Regions from separate parts of the Mus musculus genome. Here region 2 is linked to region 1. The links are chromatin contacts, called in public ChIA-PET maps. All regions are on one chromosome and are shown on one strand. Each heading gives the region's core, a stretch centred on a gene start, on an enhancer-like site or on the middle of the called end of the contact. The rest is flanking DNA. Distances are from core to core; before and after follow the strand shown.

Region 1 (3,236 bases), core at 287-2,786:
CCCATGGGGGAGTTCATCTTAGTCATAGCAAAGAGATGGGCAGGGTCACAGCAGTCTTCCATTTGTCTCCTAGGAGAGAAAAAGACGAGAACGGCAGGTTAAGTGAGCAGCCGGGTCACTCATTTGTCATCCGCACAGGAATGTGCGGCCTCACCCCAGTGCCAGCTCACTCTGCAGACTCCACAGAGCAGATCACACTCTGAGTGACTCCCACTCCCAGTCACTGAGTAATATTTCACTTAAAAATATTTCAGGAAAACATTCTAGCTCTCAGGTGTGTCTGAAATATGTTCAGAGGCAAAACATATGCATGACCCTTGGAGATGCATGGATTAGTCCAGCCATCTGGGTCCTGGAAAGACTTGAGCTGGCTCTGAAGGGCAACTAGGCTTTTGTGGCAGCAGAAACACACCTGCCGTCAGGCTGTAACTATCGGGTGGTTAAAAACAGTGTGGACGAATGCTACAGGCGAATGAAATGGCGTGGTCCAAACTAATATGCCAGAAACTAAGGGCTCGATTACAGAGAGGACCTCAGCAGCCCCTCTGAATAGAAGCAGGCGTGAAAGGAACACTATGGTCTAAGACAATGGCGAGGCAAACTGTCTTCAGCACTCCTTTAACGTAAGCCTCTGTGGAAACTGACAGTTGAACACTCTGACCTCTGCCTTGGCTGTTCACCCTCCGTGTTCGAAATAGCGCCCTCGCTCAGGATTGCCTGCCCTGAATGTTCTACCCTGTAGACTCCTGTTGGTTCCTCAACTACTGGCCTTGTTACTGCTCTATGGGTAAACCCATCAGGCGCTGAGCTTTAATGAGGAAATGAGCTGGCACTTGGGAAGACAAACTGCAGACACGATGGCACACCTCGAGTGCACCAGGAAGCACCTACTAAAGCACACTGCTGGTGTGACCGTGAGTTGCCAGAGGAGAGTAACTAACATCTCATTAGACATGCTAGGTTATCTTGGCTGGCCTCCCCTTCACACTAGTTTCAATGGGAAGAGGGCAGGGGATAAAAGTCTTACCCCCTACCATCCCCCACATCAAAGATGTTAATGCCATATTTTGCAACTATACCAGCATTCCATTGATCATAGACTGTTCTTCCCTTTCCTGTCCCACCCACCACCATCGACATCATTGCCATTATCATCAGGCTCTCTTTGTGTATACCAGGCTGGTCTTAAGTTCATCACCCTCCTGACTACTGAATGCTAAGGACTATTCACAACCATGCTCAGCTCACAAGTTATCCCTATATTTTGTCAAAAGAGCACTCTAGTAAGCTACATGATAAAAAACAATCTCTTAATACAGAGAGACGTCCCACCCGCGTGAATGTAAACTTTAGGGAGAATGCACTGAGTTTGGGTTTCCTGTCACGGGTCTGGTGATATCTCATTTTCTTTTGTTCTTTGAGCAACGAAAATTATTGTGAGTGTCATTAAATTCCATTTGCATCTACAAAAATGCACCACCTGTGGTTTAAAGACATGCCTGGGCCACAGGAAGAACACACATGCAGACCTCTGCGACCATGTCTAGGCTGTTTCCTCTCTGTTTGCCAATTGCTCAGAGCCATACCAACCCACTTCCCCTTTCTTTACCTAAGGAATCTTTTGCACAAATGGGCCCAGTGCCTGCCAGACAGCACACGCCTTCTGGACAGGGCTTCCACTCGGTTCCCACCATACCATGGAGCTGGGCAGCCTTATGATTCTCTCCCCACAGTCTGTCTCAGCTCACACAACCAACACCATGGCTGGATGGGGCTCTCTCTCAAGTCTTTCCGGCTTTCACCAGACCCTTGCATCCGGACTGAAGCTCTCACCTGGACTCCACTTTAACTCAGTATAAAGAATCACAAAGGAAACCTTGCCAATGTCGAGTGACAGCACTGCCTTCTGCCTGGCACCTGACAGCTTACAAATCACGTTCATGTGTGTTTCCTCTCTGAATTATAAAAAGCAAAAACAAAACCCAAAACAAAAACAACCACACAGGGAAAAAAAAATCCAGGCACATTTTTATGAAGTCACAGACAATGAAACCAGTGTCTAAGCCAATAGTTACACGAGTTTGATAGGCTAATGAATGACTTCTTATTCCTTTAAGGGGAGAAAGCAGAATTAGACGAAAAAAAAAAATAGCAGGATAGCAGGTGTTCCTCGAGGACAAATGTTTCCAGAAACATTGCAAATTTGCAATCTTGTTGCTCTCTTCAGTGCAGGCGCCTCTCCAACATTTTCTCTCTCTCTCCACAAATCCTCCACACCCACCTGTCCTGCTGACCTATGAGGTGCTAAGGGCGCACAAAGAGAAGATGCCCACGCACATGCCTCAGACCGGAGGGGCCTAACCCAGCTCGCCACCTACAGAGACCACGGCAACAACTTCGAAAGCAGCAGTTGAACCAGGGACACTCTGTACTTCCAGCACTGGGTGGCTGAGGCAGGAGAATAAGAAATTTACAGCCACCCTGGGCTACACAAGAATAAAAACAAAGCGGAGCCATTAGGTGCATCGGCTGGAATGTCATCATAGGATGTGTAATGAAGGGTTTGTTTTGTTTTTAATTCTTAGGTAACATTGTGGTAGGCTCTTCAGATGTGAAAGTAGACTCAAAAATTAAGAAAGCAAGATCTGCCTTCAGAAAACATAAGGAAAGGGCAAACAAGCTTAAGCTACAACCACAGATTAACCAACGAAACCACAGCAATCTTCAGGGCTCTGCACAAAAAAAAGGAACAAACAAGAAAATGGAAAAGCAACTTACACAGAGAGACAGACAGACAGACAGAGAAACAGGGAGACAGAGAAACAGGGAGACAGAGAAACAGGGAGACAGAGTCAGAGAGACACAGGGAGCACCAAGAATGTGTCTAGTAAGTTAAGGCAAGTTTTATAAGGAACTCTTCCAGCTCAATAGTCGGAAAACCAATAATGTCATAGCCAGGAACCAAACAGAAACTTGTCCCCAAAAGATGCAGAGATGGAAAACAAGGCCAGGAAGGCTCAAGGGTAAATGTGCTTGCTATGTAGGCCTTATGGCATGGTTTGATACCTGGAACCCAGGGTTGACATGGAGAGGGGAGGGGTGCTGGATATGGCAGCATACATTTGTGGTCTTGATCCTCCCACTATGGAATGGGATGCAAAGACAGAGTCAGGTGATGGAAGAGGATAGGTCAGCTATCCTGAAGCATGCTGGGCAGTCGCAAGGAGGCCTTGCCT
Region 2 (3,236 bases), core at 355-2,854, 250 kb after region 1:
GCTCAGGGTACTGAAAGTAGGGCATTCTATAGTGGTTTTTTTTTTTTTTTTTTTTTTTTTTTTTTGAGTTTTTCAAGACAGGGTTTCTCTGTGTAGCCCTGGCTGTCCTGGAACTCACTTTGTAGACCAGGCTGGCCTCGAACTCAGAAATGCCTGCCTCTGCCTCCCAAGTGCTGGGATTAAAGGCGTTCACCACCACTGCTGGGCTACATAGTGGTTTTTAAAAACACATACTCAAGTCTGGAAAATGGTCAATAAATTTACAATGTTGCAAAAATGCAGGAGTGGATTTCCCACTTTTTAGTGTAGGAAGTTTATCATTATCTCAGACTTATTTGTGACTTACAAAGGTATGTAGCCTCATTCAGAACAATGAGAACATAAATGTGTGCTAATGGGTAATACAACATTTGATCATTCACAAGTTATTCACTTGTACTCAGCCCCGGGGAGGCCAGAAGTCAAGGTGAAAGTCACCTCCATTGTCTCCGTCATAAAAGGAAAGCACAAGGGCGGACCAAAAACTTGTAGATGATCCGGTTGCCAGTATTTCTCTAACAAGCAAAGAGCAGAGCCTTTCTGATACAGGAGGTTTCATGTAGCCGTGCGAGTCCCAGGACGCGCTATGATTTAGCATGACAGATCTAATTTTCTTTCCTTCCAATTCCCTCCGAGTCTCTACCTTATATAACCGGCTTTGAATAATTCTCAGCAACGTCAACTATCTGACCCTTAAAATGAGTGTTTCAGTCGTCTATTATCGGTCGGCTGATGACTAAGTATATCCCGGGCAAACCTGGAACTCACTATGTAGCCCGGCTGGTTTGGAACTCGTGGCAATCCTGCCTTAGGCACCTGAGAACTAGGACAGGTATAGGTCATCACACCACTGTCACCGGTTTACTCTCACTTTACGTAAAGTTTGCCCCAAATACTGTGATTTCTATGTACCGTCAAAGGGAACTGGGTTGCTGAACCAAGCAAGCATGTAGTTCTGTGCACACAGCTTCAGGAACAAGGCGAGCAAATTAATCCAGCTTGGCCGGTTGAGGCCAGGCTAAGCTCACAGCTTAAATTTAGGGTTATTTCAGGACGTGCCTTCTGCGTCCCGTAAGAACGTCAGCCCTAAGTAAGCAGAGCCCACGACCCTAGTGATCTAGAAAGGTGACGCTTCCTTGACTCCTGACAGGGCTGGGTAGCACTCCACAGCTCATCGGTAGAGTTCGAAAGGGCTCGGCAGAGCTCGACAGCGCTCCGGCAGAGCTCGGCAGAATTCGGTAGGGCTCCGGTAGCGCTCGGGCAAGGCTCGTTAGAGCCCCGGTAGGGCTCGGCAAAGCTCGACAGTGCTCCGGCAGGGCTCGGCAGTGTTCGGCAAGGCTCGTAAGCGCTCCGGCTGGGCTCGGCCGCGCTCGGACTCCTTCGGGTGCAGGAGCCCAGCCAACCCCACAGTAGCGGAGTGCCTGGCGGTGCGCGCTCCCCGAGACCCCGATCCCCAAGAGCCCCGAGGCCCGCCCATTGTGCCGCGGGGTTCGCCACCCCGCCAGCCGCCTGACGCAGCCGAGGCTCCGCCCCCGGCGTGACGCTAGCGTCAGGCCAGTCCCGGCATGCTTCGCGGCCGCCCGCGGTCTAGCGCACTGAGGCATCTTCCCGAGAGCGGCCGTGCCTCCGCGTCTCTGCACTGCGCACCCCGTCCGGCCGCCCGGTTGCCCCCGCCGCCCGCCCGTGCGTCCGAGCGGCCGCAGCCCTCCGCCGAGGGCGCCCCGGGACGGAAGGGTCCAGCAGCCTGCCGGCGCCCGCCGCGCTCGTGGTCGCCGTCGCCGTGGTCGTCGTGGTCGTGTCCGCCGTCGCCTGGGCCATGGCCAATTACATCCACGTCCCGCCCGGCTCGCCCGAGGTGCCGAAGCTCGACGTGACGGTGCAGGACCAGGAGGAGCAGCGCTGCCGCGACGGCGCCCTGAGCCTGCTGCGGCACCTGCGGCCGCACTGGGACCCCCGGGAGGTGACCCTGCAGGTGAGGCCGGACGGGCACCGGGTTTCCTTCCCGAAGCCGCCGCGTCAGCGACGTCTGCCCGGCCCCTGAAGAGGCTCCCGGGGATGGCTGCCGCGGCCCTCGTCATGCCTCTCCTCCCAGACCCCGCAGCCCATCCGCCTCCCGCGGTCCTCTCCGCTGCCCTCCCTCCCCTGCGCTTCCCTCCCATCCCTGCCTTATCCAGCCCGAGATCTTCCCACATCCCCATCTCCGAGCCGCGGGAGAACAACTCCTTTCCAAAGCGGAATGACCGGGGACCTGCTGCTGCCCACGCCAGGATGCTAGGGAACGCTATGCCGTGCGTTATAGGAAGGCTTGAATTGGAAGGTTTCTAAATTTGTAAAGTCTTAGAAGAATTAATGCTCAGGGTTGGAGTGAGCAGTGGCCTGGGAATATTTTCGTGAGTCAGTGGCTTTAAAGACAAAAATTCTCAGAAGGATACCCCTACCCCCGAAAAGCTAGGATTAGGAAAAAAAAAAGGCACTTGCAAGTTATGATCCACCATACCCACAATTTATCTGGTGTAATTGGTTATAGTTTTTTCAGTGCACAGCTTGTAGGATTACTAAGGTGAATTTCCTTTTTCCTTGCAAACAAGCCAAATTAGTAAAATTTTAACGGTTTGGGATTGTTTTAGATTTGAGCAGTAATTTGTATTATTCAAGACGTCTGTCATTTTGATGACTCCAATACATTGTTGGGGGTTTATACAGGATTTATTGATTTAAGTTTTTTGCTAAATTTTTTTTTTAGTATAATTAAAACATGAGTAGTGTCTAGGCCCCAGAGCAGTTCCTGACACTTGGGGGCTTTTATGAGTTTTAGTTTCGATTCTTGTTAGAAGTGTTCTGAGCAGCTGAAAGAGACCGACCCATATGTTTTGGGGAAGAAACTTGTTAGACAAAAGACTTTGACATTTAAGGTGTGCCTGTTGGCCAAGTATATAGGAAATAGTTGATTCAAAATGATTTTTATGTATAACTTGGAAGATTATTGCATTTCCTTTAAGGAAGTGCTTTTCAAATGGAAGCATATCTGTTTGTGTATTTTTTGCAGTGCTGGGAAAGGCAGCTCTGGATCCTAGGCCAGTGCTCTACCTCTGTATGTAGCCCTCATGTTAGACTGTTAATATAGTGTATTCACTTGCTTGTTTGAGAGGGTTTTAAAATTTAATAAAATCTATTTCTGGAAAATATCTTACTAATTA

The links. ChIA-PET counts read pairs in DNA pulled down with a chosen protein or histone mark.
Region 2: a contact with region 1 is called in an RNA polymerase II ChIA-PET map of effector CD8 T cells, with 29 read pairs. The contact joins the promoter of Etnk1 here to the enhancer-like site in region 1. A contact is called at or near these places in 1 of 484 Hi-C or Micro-C datasets (CD4 T cells) and 4 of 115 datasets of contacts at active chromatin or transcription factors (double positive thymocytes, effector CD8 T cells, embryonic stem cells and 1 more).

What each region holds. Positions count from the first base shown.
Region 1 is chr6:142,914,100-142,917,335 of GRCm38.p6, forward strand. It overlaps St8sia1 (ST8 alpha-N-acetyl-neuraminide alpha-2,8-sialyltransferase 1), which reads right to left. Exons shown (of 5, transcript NM_011374.2): 2 at 1-69. Among named protein-coding and RNA genes, the nearest start is that of St8sia1, 49 kb to the right of the region's middle. Within about 2 kb of position 1,537, at least 89 of the 459 cell types and tissues checked have an H3K27ac peak or open chromatin away from gene starts, as enhancers often do. A contact at or near this core is called in double positive thymocytes, effector CD8 T cells and thymic regulatory T cells, where this site is marked.
Region 2 is chr6:143,165,626-143,168,861 of GRCm38.p6, forward strand. It overlaps Etnk1 (ethanolamine kinase 1), which reads left to right and starts at 1,605. Exons shown (of 8, transcript NM_029250.2): 1 at 1,605-2,011. The coding sequence starts at 1,856.